Regions from separate parts of the Mus musculus genome. Here regions 1, 2 and 3 are each linked to region 4. Evidence: chromatin contacts called from public Hi-C, HiChIP or PLAC-seq and capture Hi-C data. All regions are on one chromosome and are shown on one strand. Each heading gives the region's core, a stretch centred on a gene start, on an enhancer-like site or on the middle of the called end of the contact. The rest is flanking DNA. Distances are from core to core; before and after follow the strand shown. Region 1 overlaps Gm30657 (a long non-coding RNA gene). Region 2 has its middle 5.3 kb from the start of Gm30746. Region 3 has its middle 10 kb from the start of Gm30657. Region 4 overlaps Med13l (mediator complex subunit 13-like).

Region 1 (6,059 bases), core at 1,370-3,869, 210 kb after region 4:
GCACTGTCCCAGAGTCATTGTACTGAGAACAGACCAATTTGTTCTTGATGCTTTGATTGGCCGAGAGGCCTCCAACAACCACAGTGGGGCAGTCCAGCATGGGCCCATCCCCCAAGTGAAAGCCCAGTATAAGAGTACAGTAGGTACAGGCCATCAGAGGAGCCTCTGGGCTCCTCTCTGTGAGTGCAAGTCTATAAGGAACCCAGGAAACAGAAAGCTGTGTGCAGAGTGAACCCCTCTCATGTCCAAAGGGATGAATGACAGTCACAAGCTTCAGAATGACTGGGACAGTTGATGGAGAACATTCTAGAAGGGCCAAGTTCCCAATTACCTGTAGGGGGAATTTGAGGATATTCCACTCCTAACAGCTCTAACTGTGGCTACCTGGAAGTGATGGACACTCCCTTCCAGGACTCTGAGTATTTTACCCTGAATAGAGAGGAGGGGAAGGAGGAGGGGAGGAGGAAGAATGGGAAGAGGGAAAGAGGGAGTGGGGAAGGACAACTGCCAAGGACCAGCCTCAGCTTGGAGAGGGGTCCCTGAGAGAAGGGGTGTTTGAGAGCGGCAAAACGAGCAACTCCTCGTCAAATCATGGGTTACGAACTGACAGCCTGAGTTCTGCTCAAGCCAGGTTGCTCTCTTTACACTCTTCTTTCTCTAGAGTTCTCCAGAGAGCTCTCTGCTCCAGACAACTTTCTTGCAATTCTAAAAACTCGCCGGATAGCTCATTTCTTGCAGATCAAAAGCTCAGTCTTGAACGTACATATCGATCCACTCATCAACCCAGGTTCCCTTTTGAATTAGCATCCCAGGACCCCAGCCCCTTGATTCTTAGAAAGAGACAGCAAGAGCCAGGCTTGGTGGTACATGCCTTTAATCCCAGCAGAGGCAGGTGATTTCTGAGTTCGAGGCCAGCCTGGTCTACAGAGTGAGTTCCTGTTTGTTTGACAGCCAGGGCTATACAGAGAAGCCCTGTCTCAAAATACCAAAACCAAAACCAAACAGAGAGAGAGAGAGAGAAAGAGAGAGAGAGTGAGAGAGAGAGAGAGAGGAGAGAGAGAGACAGTAGAGAGAGAGACAGGAGAGAGAGAGGAGAGAGAGAAGAGAGAGAGAGAGAGCACAAGCACAGACAGGGTTGGGACCCTGAGTTGAAATTAACATTTCTATCACATCTAGCACTGGACCTAAACTCCTGTCCCAGGCTGACCTTGAACTGAGGAATCTGCCTGTCCTTATATCTTTCTGGCTCATAGTGCAGCTGCCTCTGTTCCTTTAGATCCACGAAGCTCCTTATACACTTCATATAGTATCTTTGTATTTTGCATAGTTGAGAAATTATATATTTTCAAACTCAAGTTTTCAGCGTTCTTTCCCACAGCCTTAAGGGCTGTCCTGAAGGTCACAGAGTTGAACTGTTTTGCTGAGATGTAGAAACACCCTCACCTTCTGGACTCCTGCTGTTTCTGACTACCCTGGGGTTATTGATCTTGGCCGAGAGGACATTCCTCAAAGGAGGAATGTGAAAATATGTACACTATTATACACAAACAAGGCTTTACCCACAGCAATCAACAACAGTTGTGGGGGCCTATACCCTGCTGGCTCTGTTCCAGGGGCGGGAAGCCAGGTCATACTGTCTCTTACATGGCCAACCTGAACTTAGCAGATAATGATAGCAGCTTTGAATTGAGCAGCCACCACGTGACTGAAACAGACTCAGTGGGTCTGCTGAAGGGGCCTGATGGCTGGCTCCTCTTCACATAGAACTTCAGCTAAACATTCTCCAAGATGTCTTCTCAGTCTCATATGGCCTTTAAGCCCCCATTTTATGACAAAGCAACCAGGGTTCAGCCAGAGTCTGGCTTGGGTTGGTCACCTACAGCTACACAACACATTCCCTGGCTGTTTCCCTGGAAGCCTTAGGAGCCACAAGGCTGGGATCAAGAGAGATGGTTTTCCTACCTCAGATGTCTGAGAAAGTCACAGGCTAGAGGTGACCTCGAGTGACCATAGTAGGAAGGAAGACTTTGTGGAGCCTGGGCTCTAAGTGTTAGTTACTTTCATGACCCAAAGCAACTTGAGAAGGAATGGCTTTATTCTAGCTAGCAACTCTCAAGTCATAATCTATCACTAAAGGAAGTCAGGATAGGAATTCAAGCAGGGCAGAAACCTGGAGGCAGCAGCTGATGCAGAGGCCATGGAAGGGTGAGGCATACTGGATTGTTTTTCATTACTTGCTCATCCTGTTTTCTTATATAGAACCCAGGACCACCAGCCCTGGGATGGCTCCACCCACAGTGGGCGGGGCCCTCCCTCATCAATCACTAGTTAAGATATGCCCCTACTGATGCAGGCGTCTTTTCAGTTGAAGTTCCTCTTCCCGGATAACTCTAGCTCATGTGAAGCTGACAAAAACCTCTGATTGAGCAGCCACCATGTGATTGAAACTGATGGGGCTGCTGGCTTGTTCCTCTACGTAGAACTATGGGATTGGCTGACTGTGCCTGACATGTCACGACTGCTGCTATGACCCAGAAGAGCAGGCAGAAGAGGCCATGGTGAACTGAGTGACCCAGCCCTGAAAGTCTCGCTTTGCCTCAGCCACATCCCTTCCGTAGAAATGACTCACTAAGGGAAGTGACTTAAGGCCATCATTAAGGAGAGAGGTGAGGGCTACGCCTTAGACACAGGGTTTGTGTGGGCATCAAAAACACCCCAGGGCTCCAGTTCTGTAACTGGAAATGGGTGAGGCTCCACCCACGGATGCCACTTCTTGCTGTGGGATGCAGCAGCCTCTCCCTCGATCTCTTCCAGAGGCTTGTTAATTACACTGAAAAGCAGAAAAATCATGTGTCCAACTATAACAGATTTTTTTTTCCCAATTAGATTCTCTTATAGCACAGGCTGACCCTGAATTCTCAGGCCTCCTGCCTCAGTCTCACCAATTCTGGATGGGATGGCAGATGTGTAAAAACATATGCCTTGGCTTGGGAAAACTTCAATACATGTTGGAAACAAGTTGAGGGAGTGAACCTATTCTCCCCTTAGATTTCACAAACTCTAAATTACATCCAGCATTTCCAGGGAATATTTACTGCCCAGATTGGATTTTGAAGTCAGTGTGAACAAAAGAGAATGAACCAACACATTAATGTTCTGAGACTGATCCCATGCGGAGTTGGTAATATTTATAAAATGTTGGGTTAAATAATAAGGTCAACTTTTTTGTTGTTGTTTTGTTTTTTGAGACAGGGTTTCTGTGTGTAGCCCTGGCTGTCCTGGAACTCACTCTGTAGGCCAGGATGGCCTGGAACTCAGAAATCCACCTGCCTCTGCCTCCCAAGTGCTGGGATTAAAGGTGTGCGGCACCACTGCCCAGCCTAAAGTCAACTTTTTTTTAGAGGAATATGTGTGCTGGAGGTGAGCATACCAGGCATGTAAGTGTGGAGGCCAGAGGTGGGAATCCAGCATCTTCCTTTATTGCTCTCTGCCTTTCACTTTTATTATTTTTTGATTATGCATAGGTTGGTGTGCCAGCCTGTGGGTATCTGCACAGGAATACAGGTGCATACAGAGGCCAGAGATCCCCTGGACAGATCCCCTTGGAGCTGGAATGACAGACAACTAGGAGCCACCTGCCATGGGTAGCAGGAACAGGTAATGACACCATCTGTAGGTGGTATACCATAGATGTACAGAAGGCACATGAGAGTGTGTGCACACATGCACACGTGTGTACATGTACATGCACAAAGAGTGGGCTATACAAATGGAAGGCAGATGCATACTCGGAACCTGTCCGTGATTCCTACTTCTCAAGCATCCGTTTAATGCTGCTTACTGCTTTTTTGTTTCTATAACCTCTTTATTGACATTTAATCTTTGCACCCTAACATGCATCTCTTCAAATGCAGAGTCTGAAGGTCTTTAGCATGTTGTCTTTAGCATGCTGTGCAAGTTGTGCACGGATTGAACTCTCTTACCCTGCAATGGTTGGAATGAACCACCAACTTGACAGGATCCAGGGAATCTCCCAGGAGATGACCCCTAGGCATGCTTGCAGGGGATCATCTTGATTTTGTTCTCTGAGGTAGGAAGACCTGCCCACTGTGGGTGGTGCCATCCCCTGGCTGGGATCCTGGACTGTATAAAAGCAACAGGGGGCTGAGCAGTGGCCTGCACCCATAGCTCTCTGCTTCCTAACTGTGGCCGGATGTGAGGATGTGATGTGACCAACTCCCTCAGGCTCCTGCCGCAGTGACTTCCCAACCGTGATGGATTGTAACTTGCAACTCTGAGCAAAATAAATCCTTTCTCCCTGAAGTTGCTTTGGTCAGAGTATTTTATCACAGCAACAGGAGACACCCATCCCCAGGAGTAGCTAACCCCATTTTCCAACCTTTTGTGCCCTGCCAGTTAGGCTCCTGCTCTCTGTGAAGAATTCCCTCCTCATGTTTCCCCATCCCCATGCTCTGTGCCTTCATCCCCTGCCTGGCTCTGTCTTCACCTCTGATGATAGACTCTCAGCATCCTGATCATCTCTGCATCCCTCAGAGCTGATGCTGTTCCTGGTCCCTGGTGCGGACTCATTGAAATCAAGCAGATGAGGATATAAATGGAGAGGGTGCGGATGGGGCTATGGGCTAGGACCCGATGATACCACCTTTGGGGAAATCAGATCTGCTTGTGCGGAAAAAACATCTCCTTAACCATGAGGGGCGGAGAGGATGGCAAGGCTCAGGAGTCAAATGGACTTACTTACTCAGGAATTCAAACCTTGCCTCTGTTACCCGCCAGCCAGGCAGCCCTTGGAAATCATTTCCTCACCTTTAAAATGGGTAGAGTTCCTCCAACATTGTGGGGTGGAATGGGGATGGGGAAGATGGAAATGATGTGACAGGGATACCTGCTTGGGTGATTGAAAACTTGTGACACAACACATACAAATCAGATTCACATTTTTTTTTTAATTTAAAATTTCTATTATGCTCTCTCTCTCTCTCTCTCTCTCTCTCTCTCTCTCTCTCTCTCTCTCTCTCTCTCTCTCTCTCTCTCTGTGTGTGTGTGTGTGTGTCTTTGTGCAGAAGTCAATTCTCTGCTTCTACCATGTGAGTTCTCAGGTTGTCAGGCTTGGCAGCAATCCCCCTTACCCACTGAATTGACATTGTAGGCAGCCAGAAGTGATCGTGAGCCCCTGAACTTGGGAAACAGAGGCGGGGGGGGGGGGGGGCACTGTTTGTAACCAGCCTGAACTCTAGAGTCTCACAAACCAACCATCACTTCAGGTTTTCGCCATTTTTTGTTTTGTTTTTTTGTTTGTTTGTTTTGGTTTTGGTTTTTTTGTTTTTCTTTGGTTTTTTGAGACAGGGTTTCTCTGTGTAGCCCTGGCTGTCCTGGAACTCACTTTGTAGACCAGGCTGGCCTTGAACTCAGAAATCCGCCTGCCTCTGCCTCCGCCTCCTGAGTGCTGGGATTAAAGGCGTGCGCCACCACGCCCGGCTTGGTTTTCACCATTTTTAAGAGTGTAACAACACCGGTAGTTTGCATTCACCCAGCTGTGTGGATGCGGGTTATGTGTTCTTCTTCACCCTGCAGGGAACCATCAGGGGTTGTGTCTTTGGGGGTGTTTTTGGATTTTAGAATATTTGCAAAGACACAAGGAGGGTGTCAGTCATGACTCAAAGATGCCTCACTCACACTGCCTCGCATGAGACTGACTTTGTTAGAGGCTTTTGGTGTGCCTGCTTTTTTGCTGTTGTTGTTTTATGTTTCTTTGGGATGCTAGGGATGGACACAGGGGACTTGCATCGCCTGCCTTTGGATCAAAACCCCTCCCATGAGGCCGCACTGAGGTTTCTGTCATGCAGCCTGCAGTGTTTTGGATCCTTGATTTGCAGAGTGATTACCTCTGGGGAGCTCTTCCTGCTGCCGCTATTGTGCCTCGGGTCCTTCTGGTGTGGATCTTACTAGGCGCTGGCATGCTGTGCTGTACACTGTCTGAGGATGCCAAAGGCACTTCAGCCTGTGTGGGACGGTGAAAGGCAGCCTGGTTTCTGGTT
Region 2 (6,660 bases), core at 2,913-5,412, 150 kb after region 4:
GTGATGGCACCGGTGTTCAGGGTGGGTCTTCCCATTTTAATAAACCCAGTGTAGACACTCCCTCTGTTAGGTCTGTTTCCTAGGTAGTTCTAAGTCCTGTCAAGTTAACAATTGATAATAACCATTGCAGTGGGCACTCTGCTTGTTCAGGACTGAGGGGTTCTTCAGGAATATAGAATCCTATATCCTGGACATAAGGGAGAGGAGATGGCCAGTTACCCTCCTTAAGACCCTTTCCTCAGTGCCTTCCTATAAATGTGTACGCCAATCCCAATAGTTGGAGGGGTAAAAACCGGCTCCCAGCCGGGCGTGGTGGCGCATGCCTTTAATCCCAGCACTTGGGAGGCAGAGGCAGGCGGATTTCTGAGTTCGAGGCCAGCCTGGTGTACACAGTGAGTTCCAGGACAGCCAGGGCTATACAGAGAAACCCTGTCTGAAAAAACAAAAACAAAAACAAAAACAAAAACAAACAAACAAAAAGGCTCCTGTCTTGCTCTTAAGAACTCCCACCTGCCCCTGCTTGGCAAAATAGATTGTGAACCTCTGAACAGCAGGAAACGACGTGTTGAGGGGACCACACAATGCAGGGAGATGTCTAAACGGTTGGTTCCCTGGTCGGCTACCTACCGTGCATGCGGGGAGGAATGGGGGTGGAAAGGTTGTGGGGGTTCAGGTATCTCTCAACCTCCTCCAAGCAAATGGGGGAGTCCTGTGCGGGATTCAAGGCACCGTTACTCCAGCCCCAGCTTCTCCCTCTCTTCCCAGAGCTGATGTATAAAAATCTGTGCATGTGCATGCGTGTGAGTGTGTGCGTGTGTGTGTCTGTGTGTGTGTGTACATTTCTTGACATATTAATGAAGCCTCAGTTTGCCAACCTTCGGGGCATAATGCGAGAACTATTTTCCCCCTAATCTGCCATAATGGCATGTTTTATTATGCTATTTCAGGCGTTCCCGGTGCTTTTACTGTTCCATGTTTTATGTATTTTAACTAATGCTTTAATTTTAGTACACTGTGCCCTAAGGGGACTTCACGAAGCTCACTTTGGAAAATCAACAGGGACTCTCGGAGACAACAGGGCATGACTCTATCCATACGTAGCTCCCTGCGGAGAAAAGGAGGCCTCAGAGGAGGCAAGCCAGAGGGTCTTGAGCCTTCTCTTCAAAACACTCAGGCCATGGGTCCAACCTATAACCCTCAGGCAGCATACGTCCTGGGATAGCTGTGACTGTGACCCTACACATCTGTAGATAACATCCTGTCCCAGTGTCAAGAGGCTGAACATCCTTAATGGGGTGAGTCTTAGGTACACGGCTGTCTGAATGAGCCCTTCCATTTACACCGTGAAGAGGCGTTCCCACCGTGATAATATGGTGTCTGGAGGTGAGGCTTTTGTGGAGTCACTAGGATTAGAGGAGGTAACAAGGATGGGCCTCCTGGTCACTCTTCCAGAGTGACTTTATATGTTGAAGAGAAACTGATACATTAGCACATGCCTGTAATCCCTGCACTCTGGAGGCTGGAGAAGAACAAGTGTGAGTTTGAGGCTAGCCTGGGCTACATTGTGAGAGCCTGCCATTGAGGAAGAGGAGGAGGAGGGAAGAGGAAGACCGAGGAGGAGAAGAGAGGAGGAGGGAGGGGAACAGGAGGAGGAAGTGGCTTCACAAGCTTTTTAGCTTCATGATTAGATTAGAAAATCAATAGGAAGGAGGGAGGGAGGAGGAGGGAAGAGAAAGGGGAAGGAGGGGGAGGAGGGAAAGGAAGAGAGAGGAGGAGGTGAGAGAAGGAACGAAGGAGAGGGAGGAGAAGCCTTCCTCCACAGTAGGACATAGCCTAAGGCTCCCACGTATGTTGACAGCCCTCTCTTGGGCTTCCCAGCTTCCAGACCCACAAGGCAAGCAAACTTGTACGCTTCATAAATGTGCCAGACTGTGGCATTCAGTTACAACATCCGAAAATAGACTAAGTCTAGCTTCACTTGAGGAAAGTTTTGTTGGTCTCCCTACCAAGACAGCAAGCTTCCCATGGGGTGAGCTGATTCTCTGGCTGTTCATTGTGTATCCGTGTACCTCAGAGCAAGCTCTGTGTCTGGAGTTCCCGCTTCTTAGCTGTTTGAGTCTGAGGAGGTTGCTAGAATCCTCCTGAGTCTCAGTTTTCTCATCTGGGAATTGGGCTGGAGCAGCACAAACTACAGAGCTACTGTGCCATGTCTGGGCAGAGGAGGGGGGCAGGGATGGGTAGGGGTGGCTAGGCTCTGTGCCCGGCATTCGGAGTGTCTGCAGAGATGGCTCAGTAGCCATCCGCCAGCAGTAAGGGCAACTGTTCCCTTTCTAAGTGACTCCCTGCTCTCCAACCTAAATATGAGAGTCAGCCTCAAGGGTGTCTTTGGCTCCTGCTTGTCTCAGCACAAGTAATCCTCCACCAGTGCCTTGAATGTCAGTCCTCTTTCTTCCCCTTTATCCTCTCCTCCCCAGGTCCTCTTTTTGGAAAACTCATGTTCACCCTGCCAAGCCCAGTTCCCCAGACACGCCCCCCCCTTATAAAACTGTTTGCTGAGTATTTTGGCTGGGATTTAATCCTCCCCCTCAACAAAAATATTTCATGTGGAAATGTAGATCCCAGTGTAACAATATTGATAGATGTGACCTTTAAGACACAAGCAAGGAGCTGGAGAGAAGGCTCAGTCAGGGCAGTGCTTGCCCCCAAAGCATCAGGGTTCCAGCTCATCTCAAAGCTGACATGAGAAAGCAGGGCGTGTGTGTGTGTGTGTGTGTGTGTGTGTGTGTGTGTGTGTGTGTGAATGTGTGTGAGTGTATGAGAGTGTATGTGTGACTGTGTGAATGTGAGTGTGTGACAGAGTATGTGTGAGTATGTGTGAGAGGTGTGTGTGAGTGTGTGAGTATATGTGACTGTGAGTGTGTGAGAGATGTGTCTGAGTATATGTGAGTGTGTGAGTGTATGTGAGTGTGTGAGTGTATGTGAGTGTGTGAGTGTATGTGAGTGTGTGAGTGTATGTGAGTGTTAGAGCGTGTGTGAGTGTGTGTATGTGTGAGTGTGTGAGATTATTGTGAGTGTGTGTGAGTTATGTGAGCATGTGTAAGTGTGTTAAGAGTGTGTGTGAATGTATGTGAGAGTGTTTGTGTGTGTGTGTATGAGAATGTGTGTTTGAGAGTATGTGAGTGTGTGTCACTGTGTTATTCCAGTGCTAAGAGACAGGCACAGGTAGATTCTTGGGGCTTGATGATCAGCCACCCTACCCTAATTGTCCAGCTCCAGGTTAATGAGAGATCCTGTCTCAAAATCCGAGGTGGTTCCTGAGGAATGAAACCCAAGGTTGACTTCCTAGCTCCATATGCAAGTACACACACATACATGCACACACACATACATACTCACTAACACACATATACTCATACATACACCCATACATACTCATACACTCTCACAGAAACACACAAACACACACAACCCTTAGAAAAGAAGCTACATTAAAAGGGGGTGATTAGATTGTTTTTCAGGAATTACTGCCTTTCACAAGAGAGTTTATTCCTGCAACCATAAAGTGAAGCCACCCCTTGTTATGTCCTTTCTATATGAACCTGTCTGTCTTTCTGCCAGCCTTCTATAGCATAAGACCCTCAGCAGATACAACCCTCTGATCCTGGACCTCCACCTCCATAACTGTGGGCTGAATAAACCTTTGTTCTTTCTAAACGACCCTGCCTCCTGCCTTCTGTGACAGCCATAGAAAATTGATGGAGACTCTGACTTGTGCAAAGAATCTCCCAGCATGTGACTGATCTATGGGCAATGAGTGGCAAGTTTGTTGAGCAGAAGAATCTTTGCTGCCTTGTTTCTGCCACCTGGCTGACAGTCACCTGAAGATGTGTTTCAGACCCTGGAGATATGGTGGCACAAGCCACTGTGGCTGCAGGAGATGTGCACTGTCGTTTTATGTTTCCTAGATCAGAACCAAGCTACAGCCCAGGAAACACCTGTTTCTGTAAATAAAGTTTTATTAGACAGAGCAATGCCTATTCATTTATCTATAGTTCCTGTTTCTGGGACAAAGTTGAATGGTTGCCGTGGGGACTGTGACTCACAAGCTTATTTACTATTTGGCCCTGAGCAGAAAAAGTTCACCAACCCAAGTGAGCCAGACAAAGAACCTAAGTTCAGAGACACTTAGCAACTTGCTCCAGGAACATCAGCAAGCCTAGGACAGCCTGGAGTGCCAGCCTAGAACGCCAGACTTTTAAGGGAAGTGCTTTGTCGATACCTCAAAAACCACCCTTGCTTTTGTCTCCTGGGCTGGTCTTCTACAAGGCTCTCCCACTGTTGCTGCCTTCTTGGGAGCTCCAAGGCAGCAGCTGGTGGCAGGGCTAAGGAGCACCTGAAGCAGAAAAGAGGCGGAGGAAGCCACTTCTTACAGAGTACAGCCGCGGGCTTGTTTTCTAAACACTCACTTATCAGCCAGTAGCCCACAATGAGGGGGTCCCTTGCTTAGCTGCTCTGCTGGGCCCCACTTCAGGGAGGCTGTGTCAGGGATTACACAAAGCAGGCTTCCCTCTCCGACTCCGGACCACCCCCTTGATGCAGGAGACAAAATCCCCCCCCCCGCCCCAAATCCCCACATCTAGGTGGCTCTATAGGCTCCCTCACTGGCCCATTAAGGTCCCCAACACCCCACGTTGGGGCTCTCACCCTGCCCCATCTTTACTGCATAAGACGGAATTAGCCCCTTTCTGTTTTTTTTTCCCTCTTTAATAAAGCTGTACTGTGTCCCGACGGTCGTACCCCCACTCCACCCCCACCCCCCGAGCCCCGCATTCCACCCTTCTGAGTCCTCTCCTTCCCGGGCTTTAGGAAATGTCTTAGATTCTCTCACTGGGGTGTAATGGTTAAATTGCTACCAGCTGATTAAATAGCGGCAGCCCAGGCTGTAATCCTTAGCATCCAGGAACCCGGGAAGGCAGAGCCCAGCGCCCGCACAGCCCCTCTGACCCCGCTTGGCCCCGCCCAGCTTTCCCCCTTTCATTTGTTCCAGCTGTTAACGGAATCCTCTGGGAATCCAGGGGGCCAAGGGAGGAGGATAGGGTGGAGGGGAGGAGGGACAAGAGGGGGATGTTTGGGCTCGACCCTCCAGGCTCAGCTCCAGGAGTGTTGGCCTCTAGCCCTGCCCCTCCAAAAACCACAAACACACACACACACACACACACTCATCGCTACACACAAACCTCTCTCACACGTCACACCCTGACACACCCCACACTCATTCACCCCTCCCTCTCTCCACCCCCTCACACACACTCATACCAGACTTACTCACCCTCCCCCACATACACACGCACATCACAAACCCCTACACACCCCACACTCGCTCATTCCCGACACCCTCTCTCTCTCTCTCACCCCCCAAACCTCCCTCCACGGCACACCCACCTTTGCTCACTCTTTCTCACATACACACACAGCCACCACTTCCCTGAACCCTGCACAGTCACACACGTCCTCTCACGCGCAGAAGCGCACCCTGCACATTAACTCAATGTGTGTACACAGACACCCGGAACATGGGTTCACACCCTAAAACTCCTTCCTGCTTTCTATTTTGTAGCAGGAGGACCAGAAGAAGGAGGGTCCCTTAAAGCCCCGCCCTTTCCTCCTAGAAAATCCCTCCCACTTCTAACCCCACCTTCCAAACAGGGACGGATGGAAGAGCTACCCCCACCCTATCTAGATTCAGGGTCAAGAACTCCAGGGATGCCTTGCTACGAACAGCCCAGGCTGGCCTTTTAAACTCACCAATTCTCCTGGCTCTGCCTCCTGAGTGTTGGCATTATAAGCATAAACCACCTTGCCAGGCTAGGGAATGGGGCCTGACGCATGGACCAGGACAGTAGCCTTGCAAAGTGGCTATAGGGATGAGGTGAGACAGGAACAGAGTACCCTGACCAGCCTGGCATGTGTTAATGCTTATCCAAGAGGTTTGCAGAAGGATGGGGTGCATACACCCCAGAATCATCTTCCAGTGCAAAGCTCTGAGTCCTAGACTTTCTGCCCTTTTAGACTAGCCTGGGGCCAGTGCACGCCCAGGTGAGCTGAGCCTGCACCAGCTTCAACCAGCATGCAGCTTGCTTTTCTGTCTGGTTCCCCGTGCTGTCAGTGCTGAATCTGAACTAATAATAGCTGGGCACCCAGCATCCTTGGGAAAGTTGACTTCTGTGGAAAGTTCGATTGGGAAAAGTGGAGAGAGAGCCTGACCTTCATATCCAACCCTGCCGCATGCAGGCTCAGCAACCAGACAGAGAAGAAAATGACTAGCTGTGTGGAGGAAGTGGCTGCCAAGCCAAGCACTCCGCTCTCAGGACCAGCTCTTTCCCATTGCACAGGAGACGAGGGTCCCCCAAGCGGGTCAAAGGGAGAAGCTGGGACCATGTGTGGGGCTGAGGCTGGGCTTGCTTCTATGGCTGGAGACCTTCATCTTATTTGTCAATAAAGGTGAAAGGGAAGAAGAGATCACACTGAATTCAGTTCCAAATTTCCATCCAAGTAAGGTGTCCTTAACCGAAGGCAGGGATTTCACAGACACTCTGAGGCAGCACTCCGATTCCAGGAAAGGTAAATGAAGCCCCCCTCCCCGAGGACTGCAGGGGCCAT
Region 3 (6,629 bases), core at 836-3,335, 190 kb after region 4:
TCCAGGATAGACAGGGCTATAAAGAGAAACCCTGTCTCGAAACAAACAAAAACATATTTGGCATGAAAACTTCTTGAATTCTGTTGGGGCTCCTCCTGGGCTAGCACCCCTCTTTCCCTCTTAGAAGCCAGGGGGCTTCCTCCACTGCAAGATGAATTCCCTAGGCTCTGGGTCATATTAAATATATCCTTCGGGGTGGCAAGGATGGCTCAGCAGAGAGTGGCACACACCCAGATCTCCAGGACCCATATCAAGGTGGAAGGAGAGAACCGACCTCCACACATTGCTGACACAGGTGTCTCCTACCCTGCTCCAGCTGTGCTCAGGGCTGGCCAATCAGAACACGGCATCCAAGATGCACTGGGATGCAGTGCGTGGAGGGGAGGAGTCCTCACCGCTTAGAACATCATGCTCTTGTACTTCTCTCCCGCCTCCAAAATGCAGTTAAATAAACCTCTGTTCTTTATAAATGACCCAGATTGTAGCATCCGGTTATAGCAACAGTGGGGGAGAACAAGAAAAGAGAGCAGACTGTGACACATCACCACAGTGACTGCCTGGAGTGTCTGTCCCTTGCCTCTGTCACTGCCATCTGTTCCTATGCTTTCCAGCTGATTTCTGGCATGTCACCTCTCCCAAGATGTCCTCCTGGATAGCTTTGTGAAGTGGCTTCCTACATCTACTCTTCTCATGTAGCTCCCCCTTTCTCCTCTCTCCTCCCTCCTTCCCTCTCCTTTGTTCCTCCTTCCCTACCTCCTCTCCACTCTCCTCCTCCTCCTTCCTCCCTCTACTCTTCTCACTGTAGCTTCCCTTTTCTCCTTCCTCCTCCTCTCTTCCTCCTTTCCCCTCATCTTCTTCCTCCTCTTCTCCCTCTTCCTCCCCTCTCTCCTCCCCTTCCTCCTTCTTTTCCTCTTCTTCTCTTCCCCCTCCTCTTCTTCCTCCCCCCTCTCCTCCCTCCTCCTCACTTTCTCTCCCTCCTCCTCTTCTCCCTTCTCTTCTCCTCCTTCCTCCTCTCCTCCCTCCCTTCTCCTCTGCTGCCTCCCTCCTCCTTTCTCCTCCTTCTCTTCCTTCTCCTCTTCTCCCTCTTCCTCCCCTCCCTCCTTCCCCTCCCTCCTCCTTTCCCCCATCTCCTCCTCCTCCTCCTCCTCCTCCTCCTCCTCTTCCTCTTTCTTCTTCTTCTTCTTCTTCTTCTTCTTCTTCTTCTTCTTCTTCTTCTTCTTCTTCTTCTTCTTCTTCTTCTTCTTCTTCTTCTTCTTCTTCTTTTTTTGTTTTTTGTTTTTTTTGAGACAGGGTTTCTCTGTGTAGTCCTGGCTGTCCTGGAACTCACTCCAGGCTGGCCTCAAAAGAACTCAGAAATCCACCTGCCTCTGCCTCCCAAGTGCTGGAATTAAAGGTATGCGCCACCACGCCCAGCTTCTCTTCTTCTTCTTGAGACAGGGTATCAAATCAAATAGTCCAGGCTGATCTCGAACTCATGATGTAGCCCAGGGATGACCTTAAACCTACCATCCTACTCCACCCCTGTCTAAAGTGCTGGGATTACAGATGTGCATCACCGCACCTAGTTTAATGTGGTAGGTTAGGTATCCACACTCATGCTGAGCGAGCGCTCCTCATTCTCAGCTGGCCTGCCCCGTTCTGTGATCCCGTGAAACCAAACACAGTCTTGCTGGTGGGTGACCTGCTGAGATTTGGAGGAGGTGGTACTGACTCCTACATTTTCCATTCATGGCAGCACCTAGCACATAGTAGGTGCTTAGTGCACTTTGGGTGAATGAGTGGAAACCTTGGGAAAGATGGGTGGCAGGGAGCTGGTTTCTGGCAGTGAGGACTCATGGCTAAGCTGGAGGTCCAGTGGAGAAGTGCTGACCTCATTGCTCTGGTTCCCAGCCCGAGGCTCATCCAGAGGCCACGGTGCACAGAGGGAACTGTGTGTACGAGTATTTTCACAGCTTCTCAGACTTCTGAACCAGCAGCCTTCCCAGGAAAACACAACACCCGGGGCTTGCTCCCAGCTCCTCCCGAGGAAAGCAGGGCCAGTGCCCCAAAGAGCAGGCCCTTTGTTTACAATAATAAAGCAAGGTCCATGGCAACCTGTTGTGACATCATGGGAGTGTGAGGTCACAGATCCTTCCAGGGGAAGAACAGGACTCAACAGACACAATGGATTCGGAACTTCCCTAGCCCCACCAGGGTGAGAATGTATAAATGTGTGTAAATATATAAACCAGCTGGTTTCTCTTGTTTTCTTTGCCTCCCTCTTGTTCATTCCTCATTTGTGGAAAAAAATAAAAAAAACAATATTTAAATAAATAAAAGTAAAAAAGAAAAACAACAACAACAAAAACCTCCGAGTGGAAAGCTTTGTCCCAGGAATTTCCTGTTGGCAGTTGTCCAGGGAACTGGGCATACCAACAGTCATGTGGAGAAAAGGGCCAGGCCTGGACCAGAGAGAATGCTTGATCTGCTGGCTTCAGCTTCAGGGCTGGGCTTCCCCATCCTGGGGATGCTGGCATGGAGAATTCCCCCATCCCACTCCCTGCCCCTCCCTTTCGCCTCCCCCTACGACTGGACAGTACATTCTGTTCTTTCCCCCCATTCTGTCTCCTCCTCCTCCCCCTCCATCTCTCTCCATTTCCTTCCAGCTTTCATTTTATCTCCTACTGTCTCTACTGTCTTTGTGTCCCCAACCCCAACCCCTCCAAGGCCCTGCCTCAGTATCCTTCTAACTTTAAGGTCTCTCTCTCTCTCTCTCTCTCTCTCTCTCTCTCTCTCTCCCATCCTGGGCTCATGTTACTGAAACATAGGAACATTTCAGACTCAGGGCATGTCTGTGCAGGAGAGGCTGTGTGACTCCGAGTTGCATGGCCAGGGGTCTGAGTTTCCTGGGTAGGCTCCTAAGTAGCAGATGCACATCATGCAGTCAGGAAACACATGGAGCCTGTGACCCAGGCACCAGGGAGGTGGTCACGACTAGCCACCATCTCCCAAGGCCTGCAAACCCTCTACCGATATGATCTTCCTGGCCACCAAGCCTTGCCACAGAAAGGCAGGGAAGGATCCCACCCCTGAATCCTCCCTCCAACTGTCAGGCTCTACACCAACATTTCCATTTCAGGTAAACTGGGCTATCTCAGTCTCCAACTCAGTCTGTTCTGAACAGCCATCCCCTGTGTGCTCCATGCTTGGCAGTGTTGCTGACCCCTGCCCATTAGATTTTTAGTAGGAAAGTAGCCCTGTTGTGACAACCCAATGTATCTCCAGATATGCCTGAAGGGTCCCCTGGGGGAGGGCAGCCTCCTGGAGTGGGGAGGGGGAAACACCTTTGCTCTTCCTCATCCAAGGCACTTTGATTTCCCCAATCCCCATAGCTTCCCAGTACTATGTGTGTTGTTGTGGCTGGTGGTGTCACAGCAGTGTGGTCCCAGGGTTTTCTGGGCACAGGGTGCGTGATAGTGTATGCCAGGTTGATCCCTAGAACCATCTCTGGAGCTGCTATGTGGCGAAGCCAAGGGGCTGCCCTTCATCATTCCGAGGAAGCTGTGGTCTTCGGCTCCTACATCCCTCGCTCTCTCCCCTGTCCTCTCTGCCTGAATCCACCTCATCCTCCTTCCCACTAGGCCACCTCCTCATATCAGGAGAAGAAACCTTCCAAGAGGCTGGCAAGGTGGTTCGGAGAGTAAGGAGACCTGAGTTCAATCCCTAGGGCCACGCGGTGGAGGATGAGACTGAATACATACAGGTTGACTTCTGATCTCTTTGTAGTTCAGAAATCCCATCTCTGGTGAATTGGCTTTGTAGTGAGGAGAACATGGCCTCTCTTGACAGTAGGGCTTGAGGGAAGCTGGGAGTTCCTATGAGAAGAGCCAGAAGCTGAAGTAGATGGGCCGAAAGAAGCCCTTGGGGACTCCCCAGTCAGTTCTGTATTGTGCCTGGTGGGCCCCATTTCTCATTGCTCATGTTCAGTTTAGTCCAATAGGGTCAGGCCATCATCCTTTCCTACGGCCGGCCGGCCAAAATTGGCTGGTGAGCATGCCCGGGGCCTCCTGATGGTTTAACGATCACATTTGGAGCAAAGGGAGTTTGGTGATCTGGGAGCATGGGGGACCTAAAGCCCTGAAAGACAGAGCAGAGGACCTGCTGTCCCCAACTGCCTCCCACCTTCCAAGCCTCTGACCGTGCTGATCTCAGTCAAAAGACTTCAGACTTCACAAGGGACACCCCCCCCCCGGGGGGGGGTTGGCACTTGTCTTTTGCAGAGCATGTTTCCAGAGCTCTCAGCTTGCCCTGAGTGGCATGGCAGATAATGAGAACATAGCCACAAGAACCTGGGGGAGCAATCGAGCCTGTGGCTCTCACCTCCCTCTGAGGACATCCACTCTGCTTCTGGTCCAGGGATACAGAACAGTCCTGGGAGCTTCCAGGCCCGGAGGAAGATATCTGGGCATCCTAGTACCACTCAGCTCCATTCTGCCCTTGACCCACAGAAAAAGTGAACCATGCTGGGGAGGACTGGAGGAAGATTGGCCATGGGATCTTCCCTAATGAAGTCCAGATGGGTGAGCACGTGTGTACACGTGCGCACGTGTGCTAATCCTCGTGTGCCCCACCACGGGCGGCGCATGACATCTTCACCCTACCAGCTCAGCTCTGAGGTCCGTAGGCATGTGCTCACGTGTGCACACGGCAGGCATGCACAGCCGCTTGGCATGAACCACGTTGGGGGTGCCACTTGGAGCAGGAACGATTTAATGTTCCAAATTGGGGCAGCAGTGGGGTGTGGTACCACGAAGAGGGTTGGTCAGAGCCAAGTCAGAACTCTTTATAACATTCGAGGTATCCTGCTTATTCTCCAAGGGTAAAGAGACCCCCGCAGGGTCTGGGATTCTGGAAAATCCACAAGTAACCACCTTCCAGCCAACCACCTTTCCTGACACTTCCCACCGGCATGCCCAGATGGTGCCTGAGATATAATCGCCACGTAACTCCTCCCCTCCCACCCCCCAACACACGCCAAGGCTGCAAGCCATGGAATACATTTCAAGCCACGCTGTAAACTGTGCTTTTGGATGTCATTGAGCCCTCCCGTGCCAATGACATCACAGTTTCCATGGCAACTAATATAATTAACATGAGGGAAGGTGCAAGGAGAAGGGAAGGCAGAGAAGGAGACGGGTAGAGTCCAGCCTGGAACAGAGAAAAGAACACGGGGTGCAGGGAGGGCAGAAGGACCCATAAATTCTTCTGCCACTTGTTAGACCGGCCCCCTGGACGTCACCCCCCCCCCCCGCCTCGTGGCAGGGTGGGGGTTGTGGAGGGTGAGCTCTTTGGCAAGCTCTGTCTCCTACAAAAATACAGAAAGGGCTTTGTCCCCTCTCCAGTTGCGGAGCTGACCCAGAGGAGCAAGCCTGCCTCAGGTGGGGCGAGAGCTCCTCTACGCTCCTTGGCTCTTGCAGGGTCTGGTGAAGCCAGGGCCTGGTGGGGCTTTCCTAGAGCCCAGCTGGGGATATGCATACTCCTATGGGAACACAGGTGACTGTGAAGTTGAAATGCTTGAACAAGAAAACCAGTGTTAGATTTTTCTTGCCCCTCTGCTAGAGGAGAGGTTGCAAGGGTAGAGGGCAGGTATGAGGAGAGGGGGGCATGAGTGGGATGAGGGTGCATGATGTGAAATATACGGAGGATCAATAGAAAGGTTTTGGTGTTGGTTTGTTTGGTTTTTTTTTTTTTGTTTGTTTGTTTTTTTGTTTTGTTTTGTTTTGGTTTTTGGTTTTTGGTTTTTAGAGACAGGGTTTCTCTGTATAGCCCTGGCTATCCTGGAACTCACTTTATAGACCAGGCTGGCCTTGAACTCAGAATTCCACCTGCCTCTGCCTCCCAAGTGCTAGGATTAAAGGCATGCACCACCACTGCCTGGCAGAAAGCTGAAAGAAAGAAAGAAAGAAAGAAAGAAAGAAAGAAAGAAAGAAAGAAAGAAAGAAAGAAAGAAAGAGAGAAAGGGAGAAAGAGAGAGAGGGAGAAAGAAAGAAAGAGAGAGAGAGAGAGAGAGAGAGAGGAAGAGAGAAAGAGAGAAAGAGAGAAAGAAAGAGGGAGGGGAGGGGGAGGGGAAGGGGGAGGGGAGGAGGAGGGAGAGGGGGAGAGGGAGGGAAAGCCAGCACTTCAGGTCACAATAATGACCCTTTACCCTTAGCTTGGTGCTAGCTTCCTGTGAGCCACGTTGGTTAAGCTCAGCTCTGGGACTGTTATTATTATGATGATGATGATGATGATGATGATGATGATGATGATGATGAAGATGAAGAATGTATGTGCATTGGTGTTTTGCCTGCATGTGTGTGTATTTGAGTGAGATTCTCTGATTCCTTGGAACTGAAGTTACAGACAGTTGTGAGCTGTCACATGGCTGCTGGAAATTGGACTTGGGTCCTCTGAAAGAACAGCCAGTGATCTCCTGAGCCATCTCTCCAGCCCCAGGACCTGTTTTGGTTTTTGTTGTTGTTGTTGTTTTGTTCTTTTAAGGCCCTGAAAGGACCATGTCTTAAAGGTTGGTGTTATTAGGAGATAGTGGAACCCCATGGGAGGTCTTCAAGTCAGGATCATGGTACTCCAGGCCTTTGCTCCCCTCTTCT
Region 4 (6,856 bases), core at 949-3,448:
GACATGCAGACACATAAACAAAAAAAAAACATATTAAAATCTTAGGAAGAAAGACAAGCAGACTATACTCAACTCACAGGTATATGAGGCAGAGGCAGCTTCAACTCCTATGTGTGCAAACTACTCCACCCTGGCCTTAGACAGACTGACAGGGACTTGTCTCAGAAGCAACACCACCTCGGCCTTAGATAGTCAGACAGACAGACAGACAGACAGACAGACAGACAGACAGGCACTTGTCTCAGAAGCAATGCCACCCTGGCCTTAGACAGACAGACAGGCACTTGATTCCCAAAAGGCAGGCAGAAAAAACTGAAAGACTTCTTAACCTATTGTGCAAAACCCTGTGAAGTGTTGTCATACTTCAACTCTTCTGGTAATTGTATCAGCCATGTGTTAAAGATAAATGTAAGCAAGCTTAACGTCTACTTGGTCAATTTTTAAAATAATCAAAAGAAAGCTCGAAACCAAATGTATGCACAAACGTAGAAATAGCAGAAATGAAACCCCCAGTTAGTCTTCGTAAGCATATGTCAAAAGGGCAACAGAACCGGCCACTTTCTCCATGCACAGCTCCTGTCTCTGACCCTGGAGACCTTATCTAGGAACCTGGGATGTAGAAGGGACAAGAGTTCTTCAAAGGTCACAGCTGCCCTAGAGAGGTAAAAAGATCGAGACTCTGCATCTCTAGGGGCCATGACAACAACTTAAGAAACCTCAGTCTTCAGACAAATAAGCAACATATTTCTATTCTTCAGTGCCAAGAGGGTGCTTTTACGTATTGATTTAAAGCAGTGCCTCTTCTCAGCGTGACTGCTAGCTACAGGCTCGGCTTTAAGCATAAACACCACAGGTCTTCACAGTAGTTTGTTGTTTTAAAAGTCACTTAAAATACAGCACCTAATTATTTTCAGTATTTCTACCAAAACGCTCTCAAGAATGCTACCTAAATGCCTTGTTAAATCTAGTCAAGATGAAGAGGTAAAAGCAAGAGAGAAGGGCTGGAGAGATGGCTCAGCAGTTACCAACATTGGCTGCTCCTCCAGAGCACCCAAGGTTCAATTCCCAGCACCTACAACTCTCTACCTGTAACTCTCTTTCCAGAGGATCTGACACCTCATGCACATGTACAGTAGGCAAAAAAAAAAAAAAAAAAAAAAAAAAAGGTAGAAATTTTTCAGAAAAACATAGTTCCTAAAACCCAGTTCCTTACAATCTCCCAACACCAACCCTCTTCCCTGGAGGTGGAAGTCAGGGAAGCCCTGGGAAGACCCAGGGTACCACAACTGAGGCTCCTGAGGGGGAAGAATGAGAGCCAGGAGCTGCCAAGAGCGCACAGCAGAAAGGCAGGAAGTGAGGAGTGCAAAACATCAACAAGCTCTTTAGCCTTTGAACTATCTGAAAAGCTCAAGTGTCTGGAATAGAGGAAGTAGGAGTATTACCGGGGCTTCCTTTCCATCAAGCTCAAAGAAAGACAGTTGACAAACAAGAAATGGAAAAAGTCTCAGAAGTACCTGAAAATACCATGTTTAGTAGTCCTAAAATATAAAACCCCCTGGCTGAAGCTGTCTGCAGAGGTACTTAATACAAAGCCACCTGCCCGGCCGTCCAAATGACCTCTGCAGTGTCTCAGCCTTAGTGCAGAATGGTAACTCAGTGCCCTGTCAGAACCAACTGCACAGAAGGAACGCTTTCCATCCTTGAGCAGTGGCCTGCCCAGGCTCCCTCCCTCCATCACACTGAGCTCAGTGGGCAGAGGCAGAGCAGCCTCTCTCCAAGAGCACCGGGAGCACCACGTGCTGCCCAGCTATCTGTAACTGCCAGCAGCCCCGGGCTCCTTGCCATAAAGACTCCATCTCTTTGTCCATTCTTCAGCCCTTAGCACAGGCCCTATTCCATTTCCACCAGAGGGATGCTCTTCTGGGACAAAAAAAAAAAAAAAAAAAGGAGCTTTAACTGCTTCAAAAACAGCTCTTAGCAGCCGCCGCTGGCTGGAGTTAGAGAGCAACCTTGGGGGTGTTTAATGTAAGGAGTCTAACACTTTAAATTGGCATTTACCACGCAGAAATCCACCCTCTTTTACAGAAAGCCTAAAAACATTATCATGCTCACATGAAAATACTCACAGACACCTCTGAAAGCACGAGTCACACACATAACAAACAGCCTGCTGCCTGACCTGGCACCTGGCAAGGGACCAAAACAGGACCAGTATGGCAGTCACTCTTCTTCCCAGGAACCTAACAAAGTTTTACTCACTGTAGAGGGTGAGCAAGTGTGTGTGTGTGTGTGTGTGTGTGTGTGTGTGTGTGTCTCCTTGGGTCTGCACTGTAGCATCACAGCCTGGCCTCAACCTCACAGGATTTACAGCACACCCCATGTCTGCCTCCCTGGGCCCAGCTTCTCTTTGAAGGTGCTGAGGTCTGCTCTCACAGACCTTCTGTCACCCAGGATAAACTGCTGGGCCCATCACTGCACACCGAGGCTACTCACAGGGGAGAGGGGGAGTGTGAATTAGGAAGTATCAAGAACATCAGATACTGTTGACATTACTTAGGGCTTAACACGTATCTCTGGGTTCCCACCACCTTGCGTGCCCAACAGCTCCTCCACACCAACAGGACTTCGCAGGGCAGGGCTCACGAGGAGCCTTCAGCTGCAGCTCCTAACCCCTGTCCTACACACAGCATGGAAAGCCTGGAGAGTAACGCTGTGCAGGGCTAGCTCAGGAAGGGAGCAGTGAGTCACGGCGTGGCTTTGGATAATACGGGTAGAGGCAAGAAGGAGCCTAGGAAAGCTAAGTCACAGTCAGTGAGAGGGAGGGAAACCACAGGAAGCTGAAGCTTAGTCCTTAACGTCTACATCCACACCCATCCCATGGGGGACACACCTAGAAACACAAAAAGTCATCTAACTCCTGCTTAGGTCTGGGGGTGAGTCTACTACGCCTTGGTCTGGCACTCTCTTCTCTGTGTTCCTTCTCTCTGTGGAAGGATCCACTGGCCACCAGTGAGTCACTGTATCCATCCCCTGCCCCCTCCTGCGTCGGTCGGAGGTGTTTACAGCAGTGGACTGGCTCTTGTTCTACAGCACTAACCAGAGAACCTTGCTACTATGGGCAGGAAAAGCAACTTTAATTTTAATAGAACAAGCCTACCCTCGGCCATTTCTGCTTAAGAAAATGGGCAGAAGGGTTGCTATGCGTGAGAACATCAGGCATCTACCTTCTGCCCACGCCCTCATCTGCAAGAAGCAGCAGACACCCTGTCCTGCTTGAAGTAATGGGGAAGAAGACACAGACAACACACGGTTAAGGGCTGGAGAGATGGCTCACAGACTTGAAGCTGAAAGTACTTGATGCTCTTGCAAAGGACCTGGGTTTAGTTCCCAGCACTCACATAGTAGGTCACTGCCATCTGAGTTGCAGTTTCAGGGAAGCCAAAGCCTTCTGGCCTGCATGGGCACCAGGCATGGACATGCACACAGACATACAAGAGGAGCGCTCGTGGAATGCCACTTGTCCTTTGGCTCCTTTGTCTTTTCTTTTTTTCTCCTTTCGTGTCCTTCTCAGACCAGGAAAATGGCATATTGGCTGACTCTCAGTATTTCTAAAGCACTTTTCTACTTTAAATTAAAAACAATTTAGGGGTTAAATACAGCAGCAGATTCCTTTAAATAATTCCAACACTTGGGAGATGGGGGCAGGAGGATCAAGGCCAGTCTCAGCTACAGAGTAAGTTCCAGACCAGCCTGGACTACATAACACTCTGTCTGAAAATGTGCGGTGGAGGTTGGGGGCTCGGAGGATGGGACACAAAATGCCTTAACCAGTAAAGATGGTTGCCATCAAGCAGGCCTCACACTTGACTTCAGTCCCCAGGACCCACATGGTGGGAGGGGAAAACTGACGCTGCAGGTTGTCCTTTGGCTTCTCAATAAGAGAAGGCACCAGAGTAACAAGCAGTTACCACACAAAAGTGAGTCTGTGTGAATCACACGTTCAAAGAAAGCAACCACCACCACCACCACCACCACCACCACCACCACCACCACCACGAAGCATGAGTTGCTTTAAGCACCACAGAATGGCTAAAATAGGTGAGCCAGAGAGTTACTCTTTATTTTAAGGCTCTGATTCCACATCAGACCAGCTCTGCAGAGACCTGCACTGAGGAGCTATCTCACTGCTGTTTAAAAAACACCAAAGCTAGCCTTAAGCCGCAGGTGAGCCTCCAAGACCTAGAAGTGCAATGGAGAGACAGCTCAAGAGAGCTAGAGTGCACTGAACATGTGAGCCCTACCCCACACCCGCTGCCGTGCAGAAGCCTCCAGACTACAATACAACAAAATCATCATACAAAGTTTAGCAATCACGCGTGTCAAATAAAAAACTGGCAATAGCCAAGGACCCCTAAAATGGATGTCTCTTTGATTTGAAAAAGAATTAATGGTTAAGTGGAAATAATTAAAATAGATGTAGTAACGGAGGAATAATAAAGTGCATCACGTGGAGCAACACTAGGAGAGATTTACCAGTGACCAACTGATCTGTAAACATACGCGCTGTGTGGATGGAAAGGACAGCATTGAGAGCCTGGGTGCCGTCATCAGCACACGCAACAGTGGATGCAGCACCCATGCATGGGTCTGTCTTCTGGGCTGCGGTTAGGGCTTTCTGGCAACTTAAATGGATGAATGGCATAAAAAGTCAGAGATGTTTATCTATACTACTTCTAACGAGCCTTTCTCGGGAAATAAACCATGTGATAAGAAAATGAATTACAAAAGTAATTATGTAAAGGAAAAGGCTGTGCACTATTATCAAACTGCATAAAAAAGTTACGGCATCAAAATAATGTGTCTTACCCTATTTATAAGACATAAATTCTAAACATCCGAAGTTTGAGAAACTGAGCAGATGCTGCTGCCCGCGCCATCTAATCAATTCTGTTGTAGTCCTAGAGGACAATGCAGCCATCTGATGGGTTCAGCATCAACTGCGTGAGCCAACAACGCACACAACAGCATTCTACAGAAATAATCAGTAGTTTAAAGCAGGGCATGTGCAAAATTCCTGAAATAACACATCCATAATTCACTGCCAAACTCAGATCCATTCAGAATCCGCAGAGGCAGGAGCATTGTTACAGCTCTGAAATCCATATTCAGTGAGGCTGTGTTCACAAAGTTTCATTTCAACTTCAAGGAAATAGATTACCAGAAAGGCTAAGTACTGACTCTGAGTATCTAAAATCTAACAAAGGCATCCATTCCCTGGGCCTAGGCCTTGAATACTGCCTGAGGCGCCTCTACCTGGGAAGCACACCCTCTGTCCCCAAGTGTGGCAGCTCTGTGGACAACACAAAAAGGCCATTTTGGAAGGCTGAGCTGGAGAGCACAGGGCCGTCCTGACTGCCACCAGGCGCAGGCTGTTGCCAGCCACTTCAGCTTGCAGACATGAGGCACACACACCTCGTCTCCCTCATGAGAACCCTAGTAGTGGAAAGATGCCCGGGTCCTCTTTAGTAACACAATGCCAATACCTCAGGAGAGCCCAAACTTTACTCTGTCAAAGGGGTTAGAAGTAAATGACAAGTGAGAAACTTCACCAAAATGTGGAGGAAGAATTTAGCTCCAAGAAAATAAAAGTCAAGTGGAAGCTTGCCCACAGAGCTCTGTCCTGGTGAAGGCCAGTGCTGAGCCTTTGGGCAGTGCAGCCAAGAGCTTTGCTAAAGTAAAGCTTTGCCATCTATCTATTTCTCCGTTGGACTCTATAAAGTTCTTAGGTCTCCTCACCTGCAAAGCATGGAGGGACTGAACCAGCCAGTGTCCTTCCAGCACTTGCTCTGCCTCAGCCATCATCTGTGCACATCATCACACAGGACGTGCAGGGCGTGCAGGGCTCCACTGCTCTCTGAGTGAGTACTCAGGTTTCCTCCAGGGCTCAGGCTCACTCGGTTGCAAAGCTTCTTCTGAGAAGCTTGCAAAGGAGAGTGGGGAGCTTGCCTAGCAGGCACAGGCCCTGGCTCCATCCTCAGTGCCCCCAAAACGGTACAAATATTTCTGGTGAGTAAGACATCCTGAGCAAAAATGTTACTTTATGAAGGAAAATAACATGTGGTAATAGTGTTTGCAATGTGAGACTTGGAAGGCTTCGAGCCACATCTTCCAAATGTCCGTGATGTACAGCACCACGCCTTGTGATCTGCTTCCAAAAGTCAATCTCGCTCCAAGCTTCGGCACACAGATTACGACTTTATGAAATAGGATCACCTAAATCTGTTTACTCTGAGAGAGAAGAGAACCTCCCACAACCTAATCTGCCACAAAGCACCAGTAATTCCTAGCTGATCATGAGCCCTGCAAGACCAGGTAGGGAGGAAGATGTTAAACTCCAACTGCTATCATCTAGAAGTTACTGGCTCGGAACTTCCAGGACTAAGCCTGAGTAGACTGAAGCCCCACGCCATGTGGCAATGAGCCGGAGCCTACTCTCTGTGCAGTCTCTTTCAGTGTGGATGTTCTGGTCACTAAATGACAAGCATCCCAAATCCCTTGCTTCCAATCATGTGCTCTGGACCTCAACTGCTGCCCTGGCTTTTACTAAGGCTCAGGCCTCGGTCCCTACCAGCAGCTCCTTCAGCAGCCACTGTTCACTCTTAAGTCACCTCCTGCACGGGCCCTCCTTGTCTACAGTCTCCTACTCTGGCCTGTGTGTCAACTCCTGCTCAGTATGCCATTCTCATAAGCTAGCCAGCCTGCAGCCCTGGCAAAGGCAAATGAAGCAACGGTGCACTAACATCACTGCGCAGAGTGTGACACTAATGTCACTGTGCAGAGTGTGCAGCGGAGTGTC

Evidence for each region. A called contact is a pair of places that touch in the nucleus more often than the background predicts. HiChIP or PLAC-seq counts read pairs in DNA pulled down with a chosen protein or histone mark. Capture Hi-C pulls out chosen DNA fragments and counts their contacts.
Region 1: a contact with region 4 is called in a FOXA1 HiChIP or PLAC-seq map of pancreatic cancer cells. The contact joins two enhancer-like sites. A contact is called at or near these places in 4 of 115 datasets of contacts at active chromatin or transcription factors (embryonic stem cells, microglia and pancreatic cancer cells) and 1 of 9 other capture datasets (embryonic stem cells).
Region 2: a Hi-C map of the HPC-7 cell line shows a contact between it and region 4, with 2.6 times the contacts expected there. The contact joins two enhancer-like sites. A contact is called at or near these places in 2 of 484 Hi-C or Micro-C datasets (the HPC-7 cell line and embryonic fibroblasts) and 2 of 115 datasets of contacts at active chromatin or transcription factors (both in embryonic stem cells).
Region 3: a capture Hi-C map of embryonic stem cells shows a contact between it and region 4, with 3 times the contacts expected there. The contact joins two enhancer-like sites. A contact is called at or near these places in 1 of 484 Hi-C or Micro-C datasets (embryonic stem cells), 7 of 115 datasets of contacts at active chromatin or transcription factors (the 3134 cell line, double positive thymocytes, embryonic midbrain and 2 more) and 1 of 9 other capture datasets (embryonic stem cells).

What each region holds. Positions count from the first base shown.
Region 1 is chr5:118,401,056-118,407,114 of GRCm38.p6, reverse strand. It overlaps Gm30657 (a long non-coding RNA gene), which reads left to right. Exons shown (of 2, transcript XR_878722.1): 2 at 3,525-4,323. Among named protein-coding and RNA genes, the nearest start is that of Gm30657, 9.5 kb to the left of the region's middle. Within about 2 kb of position 2,619, at least 100 of the 459 cell types and tissues checked have an H3K27ac peak or open chromatin away from gene starts, as enhancers often do. A contact at or near this core is called in pancreatic cancer cells, where this site is marked.
Region 2 is chr5:118,463,998-118,470,657 of GRCm38.p6, reverse strand. No RefSeq gene overlaps it. Among named protein-coding and RNA genes, the nearest start is that of Gm30746, 5.3 kb to the right of the region's middle. Within about 2 kb of position 4,162, at least 263 of the 459 cell types and tissues checked have an H3K27ac peak or open chromatin away from gene starts, as enhancers often do. A contact at or near this core is called in the HPC-7 cell line and embryonic fibroblasts, where this site is marked.
Region 3 is chr5:118,420,752-118,427,380 of GRCm38.p6, reverse strand. No RefSeq gene overlaps it. Among named protein-coding and RNA genes, the nearest start is that of Gm30657, 10 kb to the right of the region's middle. Within about 2 kb of position 2,085, at least 120 of the 459 cell types and tissues checked have an H3K27ac peak or open chromatin away from gene starts, as enhancers often do.
Region 4 is chr5:118,609,258-118,616,113 of GRCm38.p6, reverse strand. The region is part of intron 2 of Med13l (mediator complex subunit 13-like); the gene reads right to left. Among named protein-coding and RNA genes, the nearest start is that of Med13l, 52 kb to the right of the region's middle. Within about 2 kb of position 2,198, at least 135 of the 459 cell types and tissues checked have an H3K27ac peak or open chromatin away from gene starts, as enhancers often do. A contact at or near this core is called in the HPC-7 cell line, embryonic fibroblasts and pancreatic cancer cells, where this site is marked.